Linked DNA regions of Mus musculus: regions 2, 3 and 4 are each linked to region 1. Evidence: chromatin contacts called from public promoter capture Hi-C data. All regions are on one chromosome and are shown on one strand. The core of a region is the stretch at or near the end of the contact, and the rest is flanking DNA. Distances in the headings are between cores, read along the strand shown. Region 1 holds the start of Shmt2 (serine hydroxymethyltransferase 2 (mitochondrial)). Region 2 holds the start of Esyt1 (extended synaptotagmin-like protein 1). Region 3 holds the start of Bloc1s1 (biogenesis of lysosomal organelles complex-1, subunit 1). Region 4 holds the start of Erbb3 (erb-b2 receptor tyrosine kinase 3).

Region 1 (2,921 bases), core at 131-2,630:
TGTGCTGGGCCCGGGCAGCCATGCAGACCAGCTGACCACATCTCTGCAGAGGCTCAGGGCAGAAAGGCCAGGGTTAATTAAAAATTGTCCAGATCTCTTCTCCCAGCTGCCCTCAGTCATGGGTACAGATCGAGCCCTCTGGCTAAGTACGCAGCCTGGTCCGGCCAGCAGTCAGTGCTCTCTACCCCCACTTTCATCTTGAATAGCAAGTTCTAGAGTCAAAGGTTCAGATCATTATCCAAAGGGCAGTTTTGGTCAACTCTAACACAACGCATCCCTAATCACCCTGAGTGACTCTGCAAAGTCACAGAGCAAAGCTTGTGCCCCAGAAGCCCATGTCCCTCCAATTCAGGTGAGAGACACTGCGATTCCAGAGTCTCCCCACACACAGGAACAAAATGACCATCCTAAGGTCCTGGCTGCTCTTGTGGGGGACAGCGGTTCATCTTCCAGCACCCACAAAACAGCTAACAACCATCTGTAACTCCAGTTCCAAGAGATCTGATGCCCTCCTCTGACCTCTGTGGGTACCCAGGCATGCACGCAGTGCACACACAGTGCAGTTAAAATATTCATAAACATAAGAGGTGGACTTCCTGCAGGGCCTCCGGACATGAATACCTCCATGAGAGAAGATACCAAGCTAACAGGGCTTAACACCAGAGGCTTTTAAAGGGTGGTTTCCAGAGCAACCTTTAAAAAGTAGGAGGATAGACTTTTAAGCAGTTCTTGGAAAGAGTTGTGTACTGGCGGGAGTTGGGGTAGGCTGAAGGTGTTTGCCCAAAATCTTAATTTTATCTCACACTCACAGACACACACACACAGCACCTCGCTACCTCCTTCCTGCCCACACAGCAGCAGGACCCTTGCGTGATGAAAGTACTGAGGCTCGGTTGCATCATCTCCATAGCTCAGAGCTGGCGGGAAAAATTCAACTAGCGCATCGAAGCCGGGAACCCCACTTGTTTGCTAGGATATTGTTAACACAGCGTCTGCGGACCTTTACCTTAAGAGTCGTGTCAACTGGGTGACTACAAGACCCTACCTAGGTCGTCTGATCGCCAGAACTAGGGGCCCAGCCACCGCACATGTGCTGTCTCAGGGATTTCCTGGTTAAGCATCTGTTCCCCGAGGCCCCAGAACACGTGCAGCAAGGAGCCAGGAGAACCCCACTTTGGGTGGGCCTTTCCACTGATCATCCAGTAAACAGAACCCTGTTCTTACCCGAGTGGTCCGAAGCAAAGAGAAGGATACCATCGCTACAGGAGGCACAGGAGGACTAGCCACTAACTCTGTATCGGTGTAGTACCGGGGTCGAAAACCAGCTGCTCTTAGAACGCGTGCGCGAGAAAATTGCCCCCGTGAAGTTCGAGTGAAAGAGGCGTTCCCTGCGCATGCGCAGTACTGGGTTTTTTTAAAAAATTGCCTTCTGGGAATTGTAGTTTTTTACTTTGCTCTTTCCCATCTATACAAGTCCCGGTATGGAGAGCTTTGCCTGAAAAGTTCTTAGACTTAAAGCTCCTCCATGTCCTTTCTTGAAGCTCTTCAGAGTTTCTGTTTTGTTTTTCCTTCCGGTTTTCCAGGCAAGCGCTTTTTGGTTTGTTTGTTTGTTTGTTTATTTTCGTGTGGTTTATGCCTACCAAGCATATCTAGCATATGGTTCTCAGGGAGATTTAAAACATATTTAGAAGATAAATACACACAGTGAAAGCAGATATAGTTTGAAAGGGTAAAAGACTCAAATCCTTGCTTTAGGATTACAACACAAAGTCCTCCGTTTCTTCCAATGTTAAACCATGACATTGTCATTCCAGTACTAGGGAAGTGGAGACAGAGAGATTGAAAGGTCAAGGCTAGTAGCCTCAGCTACATGTGAAGTTAGAGGACAGTGGACCTCAGATGAGCCTGTCACACTTTGCCCACTCCAACACAAAGAGCTTGTAGAAGGGATTAAATGAAACTTCGCATTCGGACGCTGGCTCCGGTGGGTTGTCCTCTTCCCCTGACTCACAGCCTGCCTCCTCTGTGTCTATCCAGCTGTCAGGTGAGAGCAGAGTAGCCATCCCTCCTCTTCTCACACGGTTTGCATTCGTTTCTTATTTACATCTCCCTTACTCCCCAGCAGTCGCCCACTTCTTTTTTTGTTTTTGTTTTTTTTGGGGGGGGGGTTGTTTTGTTTTGTGTTTTGTTTTTTTGTTTTTGTTTTTGTTTTTTGTTTTTGTTTTTTGAGACAGGGTTTCTCTGTGTAGCCCTGGCTATCCTGGAACTCACTCTGTAGACTAGGCTGGCCTCGGACTCAGAAATCTGCTGGCCTCTGCCTCCTGAGTGCTGGGATTAAAGGCGTGCGCCACCACCGCTTGAGGACATCTTCTTAAGGCCTCTGCTCAGAGACACACAACCAAACCTCTTGGGGATTCCAGGAAGCAGTGGTTTTGAGAACCATTGGCCTCTGATAGCCATTTTATACCTTTACTCATTCAGTAGACATTTAGCCATGCCTTAGCCCTGGAGACACAAGGGGCTCACTAATAGTGACCCAGACAACACGAAACACTTCACTTTGTTCTCTTATACCCAGATAAGAGGGAGGGAGGGAGGGAGGGAGGGAGGGAGGGAGGGAGGGAGGGGGGGAAGGGGGGAAGGGAGGGGGGAGGGATGGATGGAGGGAAGGAGGGAGACAGAGACAGAGACATAGCCCTGTGAGTCAGGTTTTGGTGGTGGTTTTTGGGTTCAGTTTTTTTGGGGGGAGGTGGGGTGGAGTTGTTTTTTGGTTTTTGGAGACAGGGTTCCACTGTATATCACTAGCTGTCTTGGAACTCTCTGTGTAGACCAGGCTGGCTCAAACTCACAGAGCTCTGCCTGCCTCTGCCTCCCCAGTGCTGGGACTGAAGGGGTGTGCCACCACTGTGCTCACTGTGAGG
Region 2 (2,875 bases), core at 193-2,692, 1.0 Mb after region 1:
ACTCTCTCCCTCATTCCTTTCCTCCCTAGCTCCTTTCTCTTTCTTCCTGAGTGGGAAAGGACACCTGTGCTGTACACGGAGGTAGGGAGGTGTTGGGTTAATTCCAAGGATAAAGAGTAGCAATAACAGTTGCTACTTAGGGCACATGAAACCGTTTCTTCTTCTTTTCTCTCCAGGGAATGGCAAGTGTGACTGGTGTCTGCCTCTCTCTACCTGTCACCTCTAAGTGAGAAGAGTAGGGAGGGTACCCCAAAGGGGTTGGTAACCCGCTCAGCTTAGCAAGGTCAGAGGGAGGCATCTTTTCAGCCCAGGAGACAGGGTATAGTAATGAGGGCCTGGGTCGGCTGAGCAAACGAGCGAGCGAAGGCTGCTCACAGTCCGGAAAAGGGTGGGGCCGCCCTGGGTACGAGTAAAAAGGAGCAGCGGGAACTACAGCTGCCGCACTACCCTCTTCCCAGAACCTCCTCCTCCCTTAGCCCAGCAGCCCGGCTGGCTTGAGGCTGGAAGGCGACCGCGATAGGTCATTTCCAGGTGCTGGGACTCAGCGGAACAATGCTTGCAGGGCTGGGTCTCAGCGGGTACCTAGAGACAAGGCAGGAAACGGAAAACCCTAATGCCCTGAAGTAGATAAAAAGCCTTGAAAGCGCTAGCAAAGGCGGGGGAACCTCTGAGCCATCGCGGGGTGGGGGGTGGAGGGATCCCCAGAGGCAGCGCGGCAAAGGCGCGAGTGGCACCAGAAGTCAGGAGGAGCGAGCATTCTACACGCTTGGCTGGGAGCGGCAGCTCAGATGTACTGCTGTAGTCCGAGGAGACGGAGGAAGAAGTCCCGATTCCGTGGAAGGATCCGCTCTGCGGCAAGGGTGGGCGGGGAGAGTGGGTGGCCGCGTCCAGGAGTGGTGCGTCCCAGCACACAAGCGCTAACGGGACGATGCAAAGTCTGGGGGCCCGCTGTCCTAGGTGGGGGAGCTGACTTTGTAGGGTGGGAGAGCCCCAAGTTGAGGGGCTAGGAAGAGCTATACTGCACCAAGGGCTGAAGTGGTAACTCACCCAGGCAGGTAGTTCCCGGTGGCTCATATAAAGCGTCTCTGCGGTGATCCGCTCCTCGTCATCCAGCAGCTGCCTCGCTGCCCTCAGGCTCCGTTCTTTCCCATCGCGGACCCGGCGCCAGCCCAAGTACAGGGCGAGGCCGAAAAGCACGAAACCTACGCTAAGACCCGCTGCCCCTGCCAGGTACACCGGCACCAGCACCAACAAGCGGCGCCCGAAGGAAGTCAGCACCGCCAGGGCCTCGCTCGCCGCACCTGGGCCGGCAGGTGGGACCCCGGAGCCCCCGTCCCGCGTGGAGTCCGTGGCAGGGGGCTGCCCTGACGGCTCGGGGCTGGCGCCCTCTTCAGGGGAGTGCTCCATGGGGCAGCTTCTGGGAGTGCCCGCCCGAGCAGCTGCAGGCAGCTCAGTGTCTGGTCCAGCTCCCCCCCAGTAATATATGGTGCTCCCCCCGGGACCTCAAGCCCCGCCCCGCCCCTGCCTGTTGGGGCAGCGCCGCGTAGACTTGGGAAGCTAGAGAGGACTTGGGATGGCAGGGCCTCCGTGATTGGACCAGAGGGTCAAGATGGGAGGGTTGGATGGCGGGAAAAGGGGGGGAAAGAAACCAAAAGACAGTATTTGACTGGTCACGGAGAGAACGGGGCGTAGCGTCCCACTTAAGAGGCGGGAGCAGCTGCTCCTCCCACGTGGGATTGGAGCGCCTGTGGAGTTACGTCATGCAGAGCCGCTACTCTAATTACTGAGTTCAGAGTGAGCTAGAGTTGAGGGTGTATCTCTCCACACGTTCAAATGGTTTGGCAGGGTTTGGTCTGAATCTTAAATATTCTTTGTCAACTTTCCCAGCGTTTGATACTCAGAGAACGTTCGTTTTTGCCTCTAAGAATATTCTTTGAGTTTTTACTGGCTGCCCTTGCGAAACGTTAGGGAAATTAGACCGATTTAGAACGAAAGTCTAGGATGACCGACCCTGTCTAGCGGCCCTGTCTGTGCTGTCCTCAGTCCCCCTATCTTGTCCGTGAAAAGGAACAAGTCAGCGACAGCTGGGGCGTGATGAACATTAGAGTTCTAATACTCCAGTCTTGAAGAAGTGGGGTGAGGGGAGGAGATCGGTAGATAAGTGAGATTTTGTTTCTTTTTAGAATCCAGAGTTAGTCATCTCTATCATAGAGGGCCGATTAAGATTATAGTCAGGGAGGGGCGGTGTTCAACGGCAGCAGTAATTATTACATTTTGCAATAGTTTCCTGATGCTGACCAAAATCAGGTCGGGGAGGAAAAGGTCTGTTTGACTTACACTTCCATATCATAGTCCATCATTGAAGGGAGTCCAGGCAGGAACTGAAACCGGGCTGGAACCTGGAGGCAAGAGCTGATGCAGAGGCCATGGGGGGCGGGGGACGGGGTGCTGCTCACTGGCTTGCTAAACCGGCTTTCTTTCTTTCTTTCTTTCTTTCTTTCTTTCTTTAAGATTTATTTATTATATGTAAGTACACTGTAGCTGTCTTCAGACACCCCAGAAGAGGGAGTCAGATCTTGTTACGGATGGTTGTGAGCCACCATGTGGTTGCTGGGATTTGAACTCCGGACCTTCGGAAGAGCAGTCGGGTGCTCTTACCCACTGAGCCATCTCACCAGCCCCCGGCTTTCTTATAGAACCTAGGACCAGCAGCCCAGGGATGGCCCCCGCCAACCATGGGCTGGGCCCTTCCCTATCAATTAAGGAAATGTTCTACATAGAGGTTTGCCTACAGATCTTATGGAGGCTTCGTCTCAATCAACGTTCCTTCCTCTCAGACGACCCTAGACTATGTCAAGTTGATATAAAACTAGCC
Region 3 (2,873 bases), core at 108-2,607, 1.4 Mb after region 1:
GGTTGGGGGAAGGGTCCCTGGAGACCCAGAAGGAAAGGAAGAGACAGCCTGGTTTTGTCACAGCTCTTGGCTTAGGCTCTTCCTTACTTCTACCAGCTGTGCCATCCTGTTCCTGCCATTTGTTTCGCAGGCTTTCCAGAGAGTAGGAGGTGAGGAAGGAAAGAGGGTACGTGGTGGAAGAGGTTGTCCTTCCCTCCCACCCAAGTGACAGCTGGACATATAAGGGTTAGTCGAGTTGGCCAGATGGCATCAAGTTGTGCCAGGGAAGTTAGTGTGGGGAGGGGAATTCTGTTTTCCCAACCACTGCAGCTGTCGCCCCCATCAGCGTTAGAGAGTGAAAGCTGACTCAAGTCTCCACAAAGTTACATTAGGGGGAGGGGACAGATCAGAGGAGTTACTGGAGCACCGGGTCCTTCTGAAAGCTGGCCCAGATGCTGTGTAACCAGGGTGGATGGAGGAAACCGGAGTTGAGGGAAGAGGTTCATACCCCACGTTGAGGTGATCCACCAACGCTTCGGTCAGGCAGGTCGCTGCAGCGATAGCTTCTCTCCTCCTCTTCTCTGGGGAAGGGGAAAGGGGTTGGAGCAGACTTCGTATTTGAAAGATGGTGCTAATGGGTCCTCACGCACTTATTACTGTTCTAGAAACTGCCAACTAATGCCAGACCTCTTAAAAAGAACCTTCCATACATAAACAAAACAAACCCCTTTATTTTGGAGGCAAAGAAACTGGGGCCCTGAGAAGGGAATGGACACTCCATCAGGTACGCCCAGGACTCTTCCTAGACATCCTTTTTCCACTACTTTGGGCAATGGATTGGCAACTCCAGGATTCCCAGTCTAGGCCTGGGGAAAGTTGTGCCTTAGCTGTGTGGCAGACTGGGCAGTCCCCAATTCCTCCCACTTCCGGGGTGAGAAGCTGGCTGGGCCAATTGGCAACGCGTTTCGCGCTCCAGGGGCGGGACTCAGGCGCCGCCTGGGCGGGATTGAGGGAGGTGGCGCAGGGACCCGAGTGGTGCCAAGGGGACCAGGGCTGGTTGGCAAGGGGACGGAGTTTCCAGAAGTGCCGCCCCCAATTCCCTGCCCGGCACTCGGGTCGCCCGCTAGCCGGCGCCCTCTCCTTGATCTGGGAGGTTACCCGAGGTCCAGGCCTCTGGAAGAAGCTAGGCCGCGGCCGGGAGCTGCCGACCGACCGGACGCTGAGCTCACCCTGCAGCTCCTTGCGTTCGTTCTGCTTGGCTTGGTGTTCTTTGAGCAGGCGGGACAGCATGGTCGAGTCTGGCTGGGTGTGGGCACGGCGGACCCCTCCCTAAGGCTGCAGGAACTGGACTATGCCTTGGCTCACCCGGAAGGCGTCACGTGATCGCAGTATCACGTGACGCAAGAGCCTCCCTCTGCTTTTGGCATCTGGTGGTTGGTATTGAGGAGCTAAAGGAGCGAAGTGGAGGGTTGGTTGCTTGGTGGGTGAGCTGTTCGCTAATGAGGCTCAGTTTCTGGAGTCAGGAACACTTTTCGCATTTAGTCATGCTGAAGAGTCAGTTTTCACATGCTCTGGCTGTCGGGTTTTGAGAGGATTGGTGTCCTGATGCTGTCCACTACACTTCTGTTACTAGGGTAGCAGAAGCTCTCTGAACTCATTGAAATTCTTCTCCTTCCCTCACCTTACCTCCTGGCAATGCCGGCCGATTCTCAGTGGATTCCCAGCTTCCTCTCCCTAGAAGAGAATGCTTTCTCTTATTTCCCAGCCCTCTTGTCTTCTCACCTCTCCACCGAGGTTCTCTCAGCTCTGGGTGATCACTGTAGAGCAGCATTTTAGGCACCTCAAGCAGCCTTCTAGGGAGCTTTGCTAATGTTGCGGGCAGTGAGTGGTGAATGCGCAGATCTATCTCTGTCCTTTTGTGGTCAGGGAATGCGAACCCATTTTAGTCGTGGCAGAAGCGTAAGTGCTACTGCCAAAGTGAAAGGTAAATTATACAGTGCTTCTCCGACTAAGGAGGAATGCTTCCAGGACTAATTCCAACTAGAAAAATTATAAACACCATCAATTTATTGCTGTTGTTTCTCTCTCTCTCTCTCTCTCTCTCTCTCTCTCTCTGTCCCCTAGGCTCCTTGTGCTTTTCATGGTGGCCAGGAATCCACCAGCGCTACAAGTAACCGGAGCTAAGGGGTGCATTACAAGTGTGCAGACATACCATGTGTCCCACAACTTTGATTCTAGCAGGCCTGAGGCAGAAGCAGGAGGATGTCTGTGTATTTGAGGCCATCCTGGTCTACAGAACAAACTTTGGGGCAGCTAGCAATATGTAGAGAGACCTTGTCTCAAAGCAGAAACACACAGACCACAAAAAAACGAATGTGGAGACATGCTGGCCAAACTTTGGTCAATTTTCTTACCCATTCTGAGCTTTAGTTTGATTGTTAATAAACTAAGGTGATTAGACTAATGTTTAGCTCTGGCTAAAGAGTAGAACCGCATTGAAGAGTTTGTAAATAATACTGTCATGTATGGTATACTGATGCAAACCTGTCAGGGGGCTGAGGTGGAAGAATGGGGAGTTCTAGATTAGCTTGGGCTACATAGCAAGACCCTGTCTCCTACTCCCAATTAAAAAGAAACTTGATCCCAAATTTATTTATTAAATAGACTTTCTGAAGGATTGATCTATGTATGTATGTATGTATGTATGTATGTATGTATGTAGCTAGCTAGCTATCTAGCTATCTATCATCTCTGTATCAGGTGATTCCAGAGTGCTTCCAAAGCTGAGGGACGTGGGGCTAATTCATGTCTGAGACTGTTTACAGCTTTGTCATCTACCCAGCTACCCATTTTCTGAGTTATGGCGCAGATGAAGTTGATAGCTTGGATCCAGT
Region 4 (2,700 bases), core at 107-2,606, 1.1 Mb after region 1:
ATGGGACAGTGATCCAGTCACTCCCCTGGCCCCTCCCACTTCAGTCTCCAGACCACCCCCTCCACCAGCTGGGAGTGTTCACATCTCAAGATCCCAGGGGCTAAATTTAGGCCCAGCAACTGTGGGGGAAGCACAGGTGGTTTCTCCCACTCCCACTCTGGGGAAGGGGCAATGAATGTGCCAACCCCAAACTGAGATCTGGGGATCTGGGAAAGGGGAAAGATCAACAGGACTCTAATGATACCAATTCTAGTGCTCTTCAAGTGTCCATAGTCCCAGAGACACGGAACAGGCTCAGATGGCATTGAATGGGGGAAGGGCAGAAGTTGGGTCTAGGAGCCAGTTCACAGAGTAGAATGTTCAGAAGGTGGGAGAGGTGGCCTTAGATTGGAGAGAGAAAGAGGTCTGATTGTCCTTTCTTCCAGAGCTCCAGCTTAGGGTATATAACCTGGAAATAGTATAGTATGTAATAGATGCCCAACATGTTCACTGAATTAACCTGGGTCTTGATAAAGAGAAGTTGGTTAAGTTGGGGACCGGTTTATCTTATGGGAAAGCAGGCAGTCAGCCTCTGTGAGACCTCTCACTGATGTCACCTGGACTTGGCCCTCAGGTTAATCTCAGCCTTCTCAGGACAGCCCCACTCACGGAAGAGGAGGTGCCATTCTTGTTTTTCCAACATTAGAAAACAACAACTTCAAACCCTTGCATAGCCCCGCCCTGTCGGCAAAACAACGAAACTGGGGGTTGTTGAAACCTGGAATGGGGTGGGGGCCAGGGAACCTGAGAGCAAACGGAGACCCTTTCAAGCCAAGGCTCCTTACGTTTACAGAAGGGTCCCTGCCCACCCTCCTCCCAAGACTCTCAAGTGTGAACTACTGTTCGGCACCAACCAGATCAGAATAAAACCAATTAGAGGGTCGGCGACGCCCTGGGAATAAGGGTAGGCATACAGGAATGCAGTCCCTGACCAGCCCACTCCAAGAACTGAGGCACACGGTCCCCTCCTTGGTGGTCCGAGCAGACCCTGTACCGCACCCCCCAGTTCAAAGCGTCAGAACCCAAACTCCTTGCCCAGGGTCTGCGAGCGCTCAGATTGCGCCCCCAGCTTCCAGCCTGCTGGGGCTCCCGCGCGGCTTACCTGCCTGAGAGTTGCCCATCTCGGAACCCCGGGCCAGGCTGAGAAGGAAACCCAGCACCTGCAGAGTCCCAATCGCACTCATGATTACAGTGGAGGGTGAAGGGAGCCCAGCCGAGTCTGGCCCGGGGCCCCCAAGATTAGGAGGACATCCAGGCGACAGCCACCTGAACAGCCAGCGATTAGGTGGCCGCGGCGGCAGCGGAGGTTGCAAACTGCAACCGGAGCCGTAGTCGGAGTCCGGAGCGGGACGGCAGGGGAGGGTGTCTGTCTGGGAGGGAGGGAGGAAGGGAGGGAGGGAGGGAGTGAAGGGGGAAAGGGGTGAGTCACGGCCGCGCCCCCTCCCGTGCGAGGCTGGAGTCCTGATGGTTGTAGCCCGAGACACCCGCCCAAGCGTGCCCCGCCAGCCCACAGCTTGGCCAAGAGGGTCAAGGAGGGGTCTCACTCCAGCAATTTCCCCCGGAGATGGTTAAGAGGAGATCAAGATTCCAAACGTCCCCAGGCGGGGGAAAGGTAGTGAATGCGCGTAGGGAGAGCGCTCCGAAGCCCAGCCCCCAGAAAGCTGGCCTCGCCCATTAACCAAATCACTCAACTCCCCTAGCCGGTTGGATCACTTGAGGGATTTTTTTTTTCTTTCGGAGTGTGAGTATTTCTATTTTTTCGAGTGGGAGGTTGTTTTTCAGCCTAGCGTTCATGCCACCTCAGTTTCCCCGGGACGCAAAGCCCCGTAACTCATGTACCCAGCTCGGGAACCCGAGCCCCGGAGGCTGCGTGAAATCGCACTGTCTCCGGCCGCTTCCTCCTGCAGACCCGGCGCCGGCTCGGCCTCTCGGGGGGATTTGCCTGGGGGGCGGGGGCGGTTTCCAGCCTGGGAACAGACCCCGGAGTCCGCCTTCCCACTTCTGCCCGGGGAGGGGCTCCCGCACCTGTCGCCGTCCCCTCTGCTGCCCCCCACGGCCTCCCGAGAGAACAGCTGTCTCTGAGGGACCGACCGCGCCGTCCGGACGGCCGCGGTTCCCGCCTCTCCTCCGCGGACCCCAAAGGGCACAGCAACGCTCACCCCGGAGGCGACAGCGAAGAGGGGCGCGGGGAAGTCACCGCACATGACCCCCGGGACCCTGGGTTGCTTCGTCCCGGACGGGTCCGACTGGCGCCCCCTGGTGCCCAACTCCTTACATTTCGCATCCCTTACATTGGCATTCCAAGATTTTGCCCTGAGAATTTATGGTCCCCTCCCCCTAGGCTAAGGCTATCAGCTACACTCCTTTCTTCTCTTTTGTTTATTTTTTGGTTTTGAGACAAGGTCTCATATAGTTCATATAGCTCAGGCTGGCCTCGAATATATTATATGGCTGAGACTGTTGGCTTCCACCTCCCAAGTACAGATGTGCGCCACCATATCCGGCTCTCCTGCTACAATTTTTAAAAAAATTTGTTATCATTCCTGTGTGTATGATCGTTCGCGCTATGATATGCGTATGGAAGCTGGAAGACAACTTTGGGGGAGTCGATTATCGCTTTCCACTTTTACCGGGGTTGTGAGATGGAACTCAAGTCAACAG

What was found. Promoter capture Hi-C pulls out the DNA fragments that hold promoters and counts their contacts.
Region 2: a contact with region 1 is called in a promoter capture Hi-C map of pre-B cells. The contact joins the promoter of Esyt1 here to the promoter of Shmt2 in region 1. A contact is called at or near these places in 5 of 39 promoter capture datasets (cranial neural crest, embryonic stem cells, liver and 2 more).
Region 3: a contact with region 1 is called in a promoter capture Hi-C map of pre-B cells. The contact joins the promoter of Bloc1s1 here to the promoter of Shmt2 in region 1. A contact is called at or near these places in 1 of 39 promoter capture datasets (pre-B cells) and 1 of 9 other capture datasets (adipose tissue).
Region 4: a contact with region 1 is called in a promoter capture Hi-C map of embryonic stem cells. The contact joins the promoter of Erbb3 here to the promoter of Shmt2 in region 1. A contact is called at or near these places in 3 of 39 promoter capture datasets (embryonic stem cells, liver and pre-B cells) and 1 of 484 Hi-C or Micro-C datasets (embryonic stem cells).

What each region holds. Positions count from the first base shown.
Region 1 is chr10:127,521,064-127,523,984 of GRCm38.p6, forward strand. Shmt2 (serine hydroxymethyltransferase 2 (mitochondrial)) reads right to left here and starts at 1,381. Exons shown (of 12, transcript NM_028230.4): 1 at 1,225-1,381; 2 at 1-52. The coding sequence starts at 1,257.
Region 2 is chr10:128,524,417-128,527,291 of GRCm38.p6, forward strand. Esyt1 (extended synaptotagmin-like protein 1) reads right to left here and starts at 1,443. Exons shown (of 31, transcript NM_011843.2): 1 at 1,048-1,443. The coding sequence starts at 1,407.
Region 3 is chr10:128,922,167-128,925,039 of GRCm38.p6, forward strand. It overlaps Bloc1s1 (biogenesis of lysosomal organelles complex-1, subunit 1), which reads right to left and starts at 1,358. Exons shown (of 4, transcript NM_015740.3): 1 at 1,209-1,358; 2 at 488-560. The coding sequence starts at 1,269.
Region 4 is chr10:128,588,279-128,590,978 of GRCm38.p6, forward strand. Erbb3 (erb-b2 receptor tyrosine kinase 3) reads right to left here and starts at 1,357. Exons shown (of 28, transcript NM_010153.2): 1 at 1,142-1,357. The coding sequence starts at 1,223.